Linked DNA regions of Mus musculus: region 2 is linked to region 1. Evidence: chromatin contacts called from public Hi-C data. All regions are on one chromosome and are shown on one strand. Each heading gives the region's core, a stretch centred on a gene start, on an enhancer-like site or on the middle of the called end of the contact. The rest is flanking DNA. Distances are from core to core; before and after follow the strand shown. Region 1 has its middle 4.4 kb from the start of Gm33410. Region 2 overlaps Bnc2 (basonuclin 2).

The links. Hi-C and Micro-C count contacts between places; a contact is called where the count stands out from the background.
Region 2: a Hi-C map of liver shows a contact between it and region 1, with 5 times the contacts expected there. The contact joins two enhancer-like sites. A contact is called at or near these places in 7 of 484 Hi-C or Micro-C datasets (cerebral cortex, forebrain, liver and 2 more), 1 of 115 datasets of contacts at active chromatin or transcription factors (astrocytes) and 1 of 9 other capture datasets (embryonic stem cells).

Annotation. Positions count from the first base shown.
Region 1 is chr4:84,064,790-84,071,356 of GRCm38.p6, forward strand. No RefSeq gene overlaps it. Among named protein-coding and RNA genes, the nearest start is that of Gm33410, 4.4 kb to the right of the region's middle. Within about 2 kb of position 3,587, at least 10 of the 459 cell types and tissues checked have an H3K27ac peak or open chromatin away from gene starts, as enhancers often do. A contact at or near this core is called in liver, where this site is marked.
Region 2 is chr4:84,428,737-84,435,978 of GRCm38.p6, forward strand. The region is part of intron 3 of Bnc2 (basonuclin 2); the gene reads right to left. Among named protein-coding and RNA genes, the nearest start is that of Gm33597, 210 kb to the left of the region's middle. Within about 2 kb of position 3,120, at least 5 of the 459 cell types and tissues checked have an H3K27ac peak or open chromatin away from gene starts, as enhancers often do. A contact at or near this core is called in liver, where this site is marked.

The DNA of each region.
Region 1 (6,567 bases), core at 2,337-4,836:
GGGGCTCCAAAGCTGGGAGGATAAACTCGCCCAGCAGAGGGCGCCACCGCGCCGGCGCTTACAGCTGTGCAAGCCAGGCAGGGGGATGCTCAAAACCACAGAAAAGGGGAAATTCCATACTTTCCCCCCACCTGCCTCGACCTCCCTCTTTCTCCTCCCTCATCTCCTCTCAGCCCCTTCCTTTCTCCCTCTGTTACCACCCTGTCTCAGTCTTTCTTCCTGACCATCTCTAACTCTTAACCCCTCCCTAACTTTAGCAGGGCACTCCTGGGAGCCTCAAGTCTAGTAACTGAGTGTTAATTATGTCTGAGTGGATTCTAGAGGAAAAGAAAACCATATACTGTATCAGCAGAGAAATGGTTTCACTATGAGGAAACTAATGATGCTTTTATCAGGAACAATATAAAGATTGCTTTTTTACTAGTGTGTGTCCCGTAGGGTTCAGGGCTATGAGATATTTCTGTATCTGGCTTGAGGTTCCTCTGAGCTTTTACATAATCAAATCAATATAGCCATGATTCACCCTCTGGCAACAACTGCTCGCTGCAAGTTTGCTGTTGCTCCTTTAGTGGCTAAAAGGAAAATAAATAAATATATAGAAAGGAACTTATTATGAATCGGTAGCCATTGATTTGTTCCGTCTTCTGACTTCCTTTTTAATTGCACCGCGTACACATGTTCTCACACACAGGCAGCATGATCCCGTAAGTTCACGGCCAGTCAGAAATAAGGTGGCCAGGAGTGCCTGAGGGCTTGCCACTGTCCATTTGGAAGAGACAGGTTGCTTGTTCGGAGAGAATAAAGCAGAGGTGGAGATGGGAGCCGGCCCCCTCACACTCTGTACATTGTTTGCATCTTCTTTCTCATCCCTGTGAATTCCCTACATTCCGGGCATGATTTTGGCTCTTGCCTCTCTCTCTCTTTCTCTCTCAGTTATCTTGTTTTTGTATCAGGAATTTCCCTCCCCTCCCCTGGCAGAAACCATCTGCTTAGGACCCAGATCTGTCCCCAGGGCTGTCAGCGAGGCCCCAATATTTTTCTCCCATCCTGAGGACAACTGGTCTGGACCCAAAGAGTGGATTGGGGGGGGGGGGGAAGCTTGGGAGAAAGAAGTAAGGGAGAGTCCATTCAGTGTAGGGAGCAAGCCACCTACGATGGCGGGCCAGTGTCTTCCCTTCTCTGTCCCGAGGAAGTCACAGGAAGGAGCTGCACAGAGCCTGAAGCCTTCACAACACACCCAGCTTGCTGTTTCCTTCACCACTTTCTCCCTTAAAGTAAATAAACACAGACGGCTTTCAAACTAACCCTCGTGAGAGAAGTCAGTGCCATACAACTGTGTCATCTGCTTTTCATAGGCAAACTGGGATGACCACAAAATACAGCTTTTCTAGTGCCTTGTGTGGCTTAGAATCAACAAAATCAACTGATGGAATAAGTGTGTTAGTCTGTCTAGGGAGAAACCGAGATGGAGCCTCCCGGGCAATCTGCTGGTCACCGGGGATGGTGAAGTGCTGTGTGTTTTATGCTCTGGTCCTTAAATCAGAGACCTTGCTCATAGGTGTGCTTCATTTATCCCATCCCCTATAAGAAGAAAAACATGAGAAATAATAGCAGACACAAAACAGGAAAGAAAACCCATTCATGCAATTAAGATACCCAGAGTCCCTGGGGAAATAGTATCACCAAAATGAACATGTTCCCTAATTATGAAGGAATCCTGTTACTGAACACAATTCCCTGACAATAACACTATATCCCTCTGAGAAACAGTGGAGGAGAAATTCTGGAAGGCTCTCTCTGGCTAGTGGGGGGTAGAAAAATCTACCCTCAAAGAACATCATTTGCAGTTTCTCAGCAATGTTTACAGGCATCAGGACAGACAGGGTCCAGCTGGGGTGCAAGGGGAAGGGAAGGGACTTTCAGACAGGCTTACAAGTGATGATACCAGCCCCAATCTTATCAACATGCAGAGATCTCCACTAGTGGCCATTTATTAAGCATCTACTATGCCCAAAAGCTGCTAGGTGCTGTGTCTGTATTATTACAGTACATTAACTTTGACCTTCAAGATTGCTCACGATATTCCATTAATATGCTTGTCTTTCTAGGGAAATTATGTGTACTTTCTCAAAGTTGAGATTGTCTCCAGTGGAGAAGCAATACTGAGTTAGAATCCTGTGAGTCTGCATCCCCCCCCCCCCCCCAGTGGATGGTGGCTAAAGGAGGTACACAACTGGTCAACATAGAGAATAGGAGACTGGGAAGTGTGTAGCCCTAAATGAGATATCCACATCACACCCTTTCCTCCCAAGGCTCAGGGCCCATTGAAGAAAGGGGATGGAAAGATTCTAAGAGCCAGAGGTGGTAGGTTACAACTATGTTGTGACATCATGCACGAGACCTGTGCAGAACTAAGTCATAATTAAGCCATAACCAGTATGGAGGTGGGAGGTGGTCATGAGGTCCCTCCCCTAGCCCACTGGCAAGAAGAAGGTATTTAAGTACGGGGGTCCTTGGTAAATCAACCACATTCCATCAGATGGCCCACACTTAAGAGTATTTGGGCAACACAAATTGGTTTCAGGATTTTTTGTTTGTTTTTGTTTTTTGTTTTTTCAAGACACAAAGTGAGGTGGGAAGATAGGGGAGAAAAAGGAATACATATAACCAAAGTGTATTCTGCAACATTTCAAAGAATTAATCATAATAATTAAAAAATGGTACTGCAAAGAAAGTCCTGATACTTCCATTTTATGGAATTCAAAGAGATTACACATCAGTTACCCGAGGACGGAAAGCCGGTGCAGAGTCTTCCAGGGGTCCAGCCAAGACCCTTCAATCTCCAAAGCTATGTTCTGCTGCCATGCCCACCACACAGCAAGTTTAGAAAACCTGCCAACATTACCTTGAGGGGTTCCTAGACCACCACACATTACATCATTACGTGTGCTTCCCTAGAACCAGTGTTCAGAATCATACAGTCGCTAAATTAAACCTACTACTTTATGGACACTGCTCTCACAAAAGGGCCCGATCTTAATGCAAACGAAAAAAAGTTGGTATAAGTCAATTACATAAAATAGATCGAGGTGGGGGAGATGACAGATGTGCTAAACATCACCAAGCATGCAGAGCACAAACTATGGTCTGCTGTGCTGCACGGAAGACCAAGACCGCAAGAGTGCTGTTAAGAGGTATCTAGAATCGGGAGCTGAGGACTCTGGTCCATGTATTAGTGATGCCTGCTGTGGCAAGCTGTGCAGAGTTAGAGGAGGGCAGGGGAATGGCAACTTGTGAAATCACTTTGTTCTTCTTGAGCAAGCCCAGTGTTCTCCTGCTCCTCCCCCAGAGGAAGAACGGCTACTCTAACGCTGAGTCAATGTCCATTAACTATTAACTCTTTCCAACAGCTCAAAGCATTTGCCCGTGGTACTCCATTAATGTGCTTGTCTTTCTAGGGAGATTGTGTGTACCTTCTCAAAGTTGAGATAGTTTCCCGTGGAGAAGCAGTACTGAGTTAGACTCCTGTGAGTCTGAGTGTGTCAGAGGCCATGTACTCTTTGATCCATGGTCTCCTCCTCTTCGCAGTGCGCTTGCTTGCAAGACCTAACTGAACGCACAGTGGAGAGCATCGATCACGTTGCTCACAGAGGTCAACGGTGGTGTCTGATGGTCCATTCAATCCCATGGTTCTCTTACCCCTTCAACAGATATTCCACAAAGCTTGGGAAGCAGAGGAACCGTCCACCAGTAAGGTTGTCACAACAACAACAACAACAACAACAACAACAACAGGCAATTCACTTCTCCGCACACATTTGGAAGGCTTAGCAGCTCCTCCGTAGCCTTTGTGGACATCATGGCCCTGACACACTTCCCTCCACCCCACCAACACGCAGACACACGGACTTTGACCACACACTCTCACACCAGAAGAATCAGAAAATACACGAAGAAAAAAAAAATCTAATAATACTTACTTGAGGTTTTTTAAACTCCTTGGGGGTAGATAGATACAAGGCAGTAAACCAGCATCAGGAAAGAAAAACAGGTTTTTTTGTTTTTTGGTTTTTTGGAAAAAAAAAAAGCTAATAAAAAAAATCCCATAGGAAGGAAATGGAAACCCCCCACCCCCAAAATGGAGCTAAATTGTGTGGTTGCTCTTAGCTGCTTTCCTGGAAGGAGGCAGAAGCTGAGAGCATTCGGCACTTAGACTGGAATTGTTTTCTAAACAGATTTTTCTTAGTGTGTATTTTTCACATATTTTAACCTTTCTCAAAACACCCTGGCCAAAAGCAGTAAAATTGCCGTGCTATTAAACTTAAATTAGGGGCTTGTGCAGACCGAGGGGCCCAGCTGGGTTTCCTCTGGCAATAGGGAGAAGGAGGGAGGGAACGCCACCACGCGGTAAGGCCCTCAGGTACTTGCCTGGTGCCCCGTGGGAAAGCCCGGCTGAACCTGGCCTCTGGCTAATAATGGACAGGCAGCAGGAGGGAATGCAGTGATAGGAAGTTTTTAAAAATAATGAATTAAAAATTATTTTTTTAAGTAAAAAAATATGCACATCAAGTGGGAAATTAATTACACCTGCATGTTTTCAAACCCAGGGGTTGAGTGGAACCAGTTTTATTCTGTGCTCTCAGTGTCAAAGGGTAGGGCTAGGTAGGGGCTGTTTGGTTCTGGCAGAGTACTGGGAGGGAGGGGGAGAGCCGTGTGGAGAGAGGCCCACACTTCACTCCGAACAGTAGACTTTTTAGTTTAAGCCTTGCTGGGAACAACAGACTTTTCACAAGTCATCACCAGCCAAAGAAAAGTCATTTGCTATCTCGTGCTTCTCCTTGGGCTTTGGGGACTCAATAAAAAGTGTTGCCTTTGTCTCTAGGAGCACAAAGTCTGGGTGCACGTGAGGCCTGGGAGACACATGAAGTCACCTCCTGTTATGACTACCCACACAGACAGACAAGGCCAGAGGGTACCCCAGGAAAGCTGTGCTGAGCGGAAAGTGCCTGAGTGGGTTTATTGATCTCATTGGAAAATAGGCATTTCAGCTTCTCTCCACGGAGTCGGCCTGGACGTGTCAGCAAGGCGTCCCTTTGGACCCATCGACCCGAGCTGAAAAATGTGCTGCGTTTCACCTCCACTGATTCTGCCGCTGCTGCCTGTGTTGTCTGATGGTCCATCCAGGAAGAAAGAGACGGGTGGTAGCAGCAGCCACATACCTTACTCTGCGAATGGCTCTGGCCTGTGTCGGCACTGGGAACCTGCACACCCTGGTCTGGTTAGGGAAGTGCCGAGGGCCATGAATCCTTGGCGCAGAGACAGCTGCAGTTGGGAAGGGTCTTTAGCTCCCAGTTATTTTGCAGCAATGGGCAGAACATTAAAACAGTCTGCTATAGCCACCCAGCCTTGCGGCTCAAATCTGAGCTTAGACTGTGAGGACATGACCAAAGGAAACAAACGTTTGACCAGACATCTGACAACATCTGTTTACTTTGCTTGTGTGAATGCAGCCTGCCTGGCCTGAGGTGTCTGCTTTTGGCTGAAACACAAGATGGAGGCCCCTTGTAAACACAGGCCATGCCAAGTACAGGCAAAGCCTACCTAGGTGACTCCCCTCTTTCCTATTGGAACTGCTCACTGTGATGGGTTTCTTCCTGTTCTCAGCAAATCTAAACTTGCAGCAGACGAGGAAAGAAGTGGACACAAATAAACCAGAGGTTTGGGTCCAATTTTTCCCCCGTTTCTTAGCTCAGGAAACCAAAGGGTCTCCAATACGAACACACCCCTTTCCCTGACCAGCAAAGGTGATACTTCCAGAAACGGTGACTAATGGACCTGTCTTGGAACAGCCTGGGAGCTAAACATATGGAGGGAAGAAAGCAGGGAGGGAGGGGAGGAAGGAAGAAAGAGAGGGATGAGGAGGTTGGAATGGATGGGGAGGGGAAAATGGAGCTGTTTGCACTGGGTCTTTATGAATGTCCAGGCTCTGGCCCAGAATTGGCTGCTGTCTGTTGGTGGCAAATGATGCCTGGGTTATTCTTAGCAAAGTGCTTAGGGAGTCTGAGCCTGAGGGGCCGTGGAATGGAAAAACAACAACAAACAAAACAAAGCTTGTTCTGCCTGCCTTCTGGAGAGATTCAAAGCTGGGTGAAAGAAGTAGATCAGATGGACCCAGAAAGATGGCTGCAAGGTGAACGCCCCAGCCCCCCTGCTTTCTGGCCCCCAAATCATGATTGTTTTATGCGGTTCTTTTCCCCTTGGCGAGGAAAATGGGATGTGGTGTCAATTACTGGGAAAAATATACAAAGTCCTAATGGCTAATCTATTCTTCTAAGTACAAGGAGGGCTACTACACCTAAGAGACTTGATCTAATTGTATAATAAAACTCCAGTCATTTCCAGCCAGCTCGGACATGCCAGGTCTGTCGGAGAACACACTGGCTGCTGTGGCTGCTGCCTCCCTAGGCAGGGAGTGGTGAGCTGACCCTGGCAATTGCTTGCTGGTAAAATCCAACAAGGGTCTGAAGAGAGTGGGGAATATGGCTGCAGGGAGCACTGAGGACCGCA
Region 2 (7,242 bases), core at 1,870-4,369, 360 kb after region 1:
CATGACTGGCACTATCAATTTATTAACTGTCTTTTTTTTTCTTTTTGAGATTCAAGGTCATTATTTGTTGCTCTTAAAGACTCATTTTTGACTGGACTCAGACTTAGAAGTAGAAGCTCTCAGCGAGGAGAGCCTACGTCTCTTGGCAATCTGTTCCTGGTGCTTTTCTTTGGCTTCCTTCATTCTCTTGGTCAAAAGTTTAGCGTATTCTGCAGCCTCCTCCTTGTTCTTCTTAGTGCACTGTTTCTTCAGAGCAATATATTGGTGTTCATGTTGCAGGACACGTGGAGTAACAAGAAAAAGTAGTATTTCATACTCTTCCCTGGCTTCAAGCCACAGAGACCTGGCATGGCAAAACACACCCTCTAACACCTCTTCTAAGCTTTCTCAATCTCTCATTTAGTAAAATGAGACAATAGTCTGAAAGAGTCTATTTGAATCCTTTGCATACAAGATAAAGTCCTCCCAAGCTGTTCCCTGCAGTGAAGCAGGATGAATGGGTCAACTGTCCCAGACCCATGGAGACTGAATGGCAGTTAAAACACAAAACACCACAACATGCTCTGTGCTTTCACCCATATGAACCCTTTCATTGGAGAACTGAGAACTTCCTAAGTGGGTTTCTGATTCCTCAGTATGCGTACTGATGTATGTACAATACTATATGGGTGGAGCCAACATAAACCAATCACCTCTAGGGGGCTAGGAGTGATTAAAAAATAGTAAGTATAGCCAACAAAGCGTTGGTGAACTTCTCTTTCACTCACATGCAAGAACTGTGATGCATTTTAAAAAATACGTGCCTGGGCTTCGCTGTCTATTTTAAATGACCTCAGAATGTTTCTAGATAGATGTCATAAACATTACTATTCAGGAGACATCATTTTGATTTCCACAAAGTACTCCTGGTTTCTAAGACGGCCACTTCCTACCCTATTCATACAATTAGTCAGTTCTCCCTGAGTCACCCATAAACATGTCAGTAATGTACAATTAAGTGTGTTTTCTCTGAAACCCTATCCATATGTCCACAGAGCTTGTAGCAAGCATGCTTTAATAATCTGTTTATTAGTAAATGTGAGGCTAGTACTCCAATTCTAAAATACTTTACCTGTGTTCAAATTGCTTAGCCCTAATGCACAGCCACCAGATGGTATACTTCAGAAAGTAGGCAAACAGAAACACATTACTTTTAATGGGGTCTTGTTCATTGTAATTTTCTATTACATAACTGAACTGTTGACAAATTCTGATTTTTATTCCTCCATTAATAATGAACAAATGTTAGAGTTAGGGTGCACAATGTTCTTCTCTTCATATTTTAGCTGCCAAAATATTAGTTTCGGTATTGATTTCTATGAAAAGAAGTTTTGATTTTGTGTGTCAAAAAAATTTTTCCCCTATAATCAATTTGTCTGATATTTTAAAAGTTGATAACGAGGGTGAAGAATCTCTCAGTGCTAGAAGCAATCAGTATAATATGGTACTGTTATCAGCTAATAAAATTAGAGCATCAGTTAATTATAACAAGTTTATACTTTAAAACTCTAGATACAAGTGTTGGGCCCTTAGCTTTTTTTGTCTAAGGAAGCAAAACACAGACAGGAGGCATAAGGAATGTAAAATGTGTGCTAATAATAATTCCTTTGATGTAAAACTGTGTCTTTCATTAATCTGGGGTCACAGAAAATAGTGATGATACATTTTTTATTATTATTTAAACATTTTAGCCAGGGCGAAGGTGTCTTATGAATTAACTGTGAGATTTGCACAGTTGCTTTTGAGAAAACAATGTTTTGTATCACAATCTCTTCTTTTACAGTAAGCCTAATGTTTCCACATTTTAAAACAAAGTCAGACACTTACTAGATACAAAGACAATATGCATATGTCATAATCACTCCCCAGGCTTTTTAGGTACATAGAGGTCAAGGATCACAAACAATAAATCATAACTTCTCCAAAATATGTACTATGACAAGAAGAAGCCTCTTCCATCAGATTTTATACCCCAGGCCTTTCACTTGCCTCATAGGCCCTGGCCCTGGCCCTGGCCCTGGCCCTGGCCCTATAAATGGTTTATACTATCGTGGTACCTACCCATAAGAGACATAGGAACATACCACAAAACTGAACAAAATATAAATTCTAAATGCTTTACTTAAAGGACTTGCGGAGTGAGAGGAAGAACCAAATGAGTGCTTCTTTGGACACTGTGGGGAAACGAGCCATTTCCTGAGGAAGGTTTCCTAAGAATTTCCCAGGGAAAGAGTGGAGCATCTCCCAGGGAGTTGGTTTCCAAGTCAACTGAATCAGGAACCCACTCCACACTCCTGAGACTGCAACGGATGAAGAGGAGAGAGGAAGCCAGGGAGAGCAGGAACTATGTACCTAAATGGCTATCCATTTTCATTTTTAAATGGATGCAGGGAAAGGGCATAAATGATTAATATACGAATCAATTCCCCCAGGGATTCCCTTCCTCCTGGCTGCCACTACTCGCCAGTTTTTCAATATGCATTTAAGAAAGTTCGGATTTGCTTACAACTGCCAATGGCAACAAGCAGATTCCGTAAATGCTAAAAGATAATGTACAGGAAAAGCGCCCAGTGCAGCCAAGAGAATTAACTGTCCAGCAATCTGTCCCTTCCCTCTTGTCTGTATAATCAGAATGGGAACTGCATGCAGCAATCACAATCTGACATGTTTAAACTTTAAGGAAAAAGCCAATTTGCTTTTCTACTCATTCTAAACTCTAGTAGCAACTAAAACCTTGCTCCTAAGCCTATGAATGCAAAGCAGGTTCTCTGCCTATTTACAGGAATTACAACTGCACAGGGTCCAATGGATCCCAAACTCATTTTTAAAAGACTAACATGCCCTCTTCTGGTTTCTGGCTTAAGGGGGAAAAACAAGAAAGAAAAAAGTAGGCTAGTTTTTCAGATGGGAAATTTTTGAGTTAAATCCTATGTTTATTTACTATTGATAATTGCATTTGTATAAGGGAAATATTCATAGGTTAACAGTCCAAGAGTCTACATTGTGCAAGGTAGGGTTTCCAATGACACAGTGATCTGAAAGAGGGTTTCTCAGCCGACTTCCCAAGTCAGCAAACAATGCTGAAGGTGATGCAATTTGCATGAACAAAGGTTGGAGAAAGGAAATCAGCGTAGTCACCAGCAAAGTCAGAGAAGCCATCCTCTTGGTGCCACACCCCCCTTCAGAGTGCCCCACTCTGCCCACACAGGCCTGCTTCCACAGCTACGGCCGACAGCAATGCCAATTAGTGTCAGCTGTGATGGGATTTTAGAGCCATGGACCTTTGTCTTAGAGGAAGTGGGCTGCAACCACCAACTTACTATACAGTACAGAGGCAACCTAACAGCCCATTAGGTGGAAATGTCTTCTCAGCCACTTCCTCCAGGGACGACATTGGAAACTGATAGCTTAGACAGACGGGGACATTTTTACATTCCTGTATAACTGCTCCCAGGAAGAGGGATGTCTTATCATTTGATGTTGCAGACCATTTCATCTGCTCTGTTTTCTGTGGTACTCTTTCACAATATTGTGTACATAATGTGATCCTGAAAATAGTACAGTAAATACTGCAGGAATGGAGGGAGTCATCTCACTGTGTGAAAAGAGAGTATTTGATGGGTCACCTGAGGAGATCTCTGTAAGTGGCTAACTTCCAGAAATTTCATTCTACAATGCAGCTCTAAGTAGGCTTCTGTGGTATGAAGGTACTGCTGCCCCCTTGCATGCTTGCACCAAATTCCTTCTAGATTAGGTCAATGTTAATAGAAAGTAAAACCCTTCTGTTCCTCCATCCGGAAAGAGGTGAAATCAGGTACCACACGTAGGCCAGAGGTTTCCAGCAGGGCTTCAGTCCAAGTGCATGGGATACACTGCTAAGAACAAGAGTGACTTCCACCCAGCATCAGACAGAATACATACGTTATAGGAGAAGAAGTGACACAGGTTGAAAGTGTACTTTGCAAAGTGAATTTTAAAAGGTTTATTAAATGTTCCCACAGCAATTCTGTTTATCACTCAACAGTCAAGTTTGTCACTTGATACAAAAGTCTCACATTTATGTCACTGAAGAGTATGATTTTTGAAGGACCACTCGCGCATGGGCACAGACATCAGCTGTCATGTCAAAGGGCCTTTTGACAAGAGTAATCAGAGCATCCCTCCTAGTCAGCACTATCAAGGACAGAACTGGGAGGGTGCAGAAGGCAGGACAGATGGCCAAATATGCAATACCAAGAGATTTTTCAGTAATATTGTGTATGTGGGCTTCATAATTAACATCCCAGAACCATTAATATTTCTCCTCATAACCTTAGGTGGGAGTTATTAGCTTTTATGTCTTTATTTAGATCTACTTTCAAATTTATCAATAATACACTAAAATGAGAGACTTAATAGAACAGTCTCTGTCATGGTCCTGATTACTAGCATGCCTAGAAAAGTATCTGTCAAACTCACACATACATTTACTATTTGAAAGTATTATGAGGGCTTGCGCAGAGGCTCGGGGAGTAACACCATACACTGTACAGTGCTATGAATAAGCATTCCCTAGAACTCATGATAAAAGCTGCGTATAATACGGACGGACACACACACGGGTCACCCTTGCATGGGGTGGTAGGCTGCGGAAAAGGATCACTGGGGCCAAAACTCAACCAATATCCATTTGAGCTAGAGACCCTGTCTCCAAGGAATAAGGTAGAGAACATTAGAGGAAGTTACCCAATATCCTCCTGTGGCCTCTGAATGAATGCACTGGTATGTGTGCACACACATGCACATGTGCGTGTGCGTGAGCGTCTGAGCACACACATCATACACAGAAAATAAATAAATAAAAATTAAGTATTTGCATGAGCGTCTGAGCACACACATCATACACAGAAAATAAATAAATAAAAATTAAGTATTATGAAAAGAAAGCAAATCCTAATTAACATTTACTGAGGTCTATATTTTGAGTTTTGTTTAAAATAATTTTTTAAGTTTAAAAAAATACCTTGAATTTAAAGAAAATTTCATATATTTTTATAAATATAAGTAATTTTTAATTTAAAAGATCTTGCAGTGGTAATAGCTATAAGAATTTGAAAATGTGCTCGAATTATATCTCAACAAACAAAAAACCTTGTCAAGTAAAAGCCAAGAACACTTCTGAGTGTCAGTCTGTCCTGATGTGCTTGTTTTAGTAAACTAACAGGGCTACTGTACCACACAATGGCTCTCCTCCTTAGGAAGAACCAGGCATGAACTTCCTGAAAGTAGACATCTCTTTCATTATTAACTACCTAACCACCCTGACAGTCTCCTAAGAGAACAAGTCATTATCTCAAAATAGTACAATGCTCTAACTGCTTCTGTAAAACACAGTAACAGATGTTTTGTGAACAGAACACAACAGCTATAGGTAGTAAAGAGAATGAAAAGAAGAAATGTCTATCCCAAGATTGAGCCTAATATATGTATTTTTCCATATATTGTCTATTGCCTACAGAATTAGAGTTTACTAATGCAGGACAAGTTGTCTTACTTTGACATATAATACTCAGTGTAATAAATACTATAAAAAGATAATTCAAATCATTAGGTGGGCATCACTTTATCATAATCTCAGTTATATGGGGGGAGCAGAGTGAGGGGAGAGCCCACTTTCTCATGCAGAGCCACATTTGTAACAGTCTAACCAAGTCTGCAGTTTCTGTTTTACAGCCTTTCGCTCTCAAACCTTTGGAAATCAAAAGTGTATTCCTCTTGAAAAGAAGTTCATTTTGCTGCCAGAGAAGGAACCCAAAGTAAAAATACGCAAAGTATGCAGTCTATGAAAAGAAGAAACTAAGCATATTACAGACAAAACTAGAGCCATAAAAAAACTAAATTTGTATATCTGGAGTATAATTAATATACTTAATGACATGGTCTCAATCTTTCCAGAACTTCTTTTAAAAAAATAATCTATTTGTAATACCCACCACTAGAATAGAATAAACATCTTACACCTTCATTGATGGACCGATTTTTAGATCCTAATCAATTATTTGTAAGTTATTAACATATATGTTAATACATCAATGTTAATTGATCAAAAAATTACAATTACAAAACATGCAATGTTAATTTAATCAAACAATGTGTTAAAGAAATGTTTTGGAAAAGTTCAAGAAAGTAGAAATAATTTTAAGACTTTTAATTTTAAAAGTTAATAGAAGAAGAAAGGTCACTCTAGCAAAGATGGTGCCATATTTGTTAGAAAGGGGAAGGGAGAAACAAATGTGGATTAGGTGAAGTAGCTCATACCTCAAAAGCAGAAAAAGCAAAAACAGTAAAGGGAAAGAAGACTGTTACTAGGAGCTGGAGAAGAGCTGTGTTTCCGTTAGCTGCCATTAAAAGGACCATAGGACCAGTCCATATTTGTAGAATTAGCTGTGACCATTTCAACTTAGCAGTCCTGTTAGAAACAAGTTCAAGTCTCAACACAGGCATTATATAAAGGCTGCACTTCAGGGTAAACAATCAATTTTGTATCTTTACAAAATAAATTTTCAAAGCTAAAATAATCTTTGGGCTTTCTTACGTTACCAGTGTTGTTAAAAATACATAGAAACCAAGAACCCTACTGAGACTTGCAGACTGGGCCAAGATGTTCATGGATGATCCTAGAAGAGTTCCCAGATGGCATCTCCTGAAGTCCTGGAGAAATCTCAGTGAGTTTCCCTAAGCTCCAGGAAGCCTAGTCCTCCACATGAAAAGCCCCCTGAGGTTCCAATCACAGACTCTGACAACCCAATTCAGAGATTAACAAAATTAACCCTTTCTAGAAACACAAAGTGAGCAAAGGCACTCTGTCTCCTGTCAATGAGTCATGTGTGCAAATGTTCTGAATCAGTTAGTCAATACTCTTGGATACCCAGACTTATTCTGAGGAGCACTGCACTTCCTGCTATCAAAAGCCTCATGGCATGAGCTGGCTACCTTGTCTGGAGAGACTACAAAGCTACGTTCTCTCTGAGCAAAAACTTCAAGAGTCTTGAGACAATTAATTTGCATTGGAAGAAGGCAGGCCAGAAAAGTGTGGAGTTCTGATTAAACTAAATGTAGCCTTAATGTCCATATTCTATGAATAGGAAAGGCTTCCTTATGTGTTATTTGTGAATTATTTATCTTTTCAGAGACACTCTATTCCTCACTTGTAGCAACTGCTCT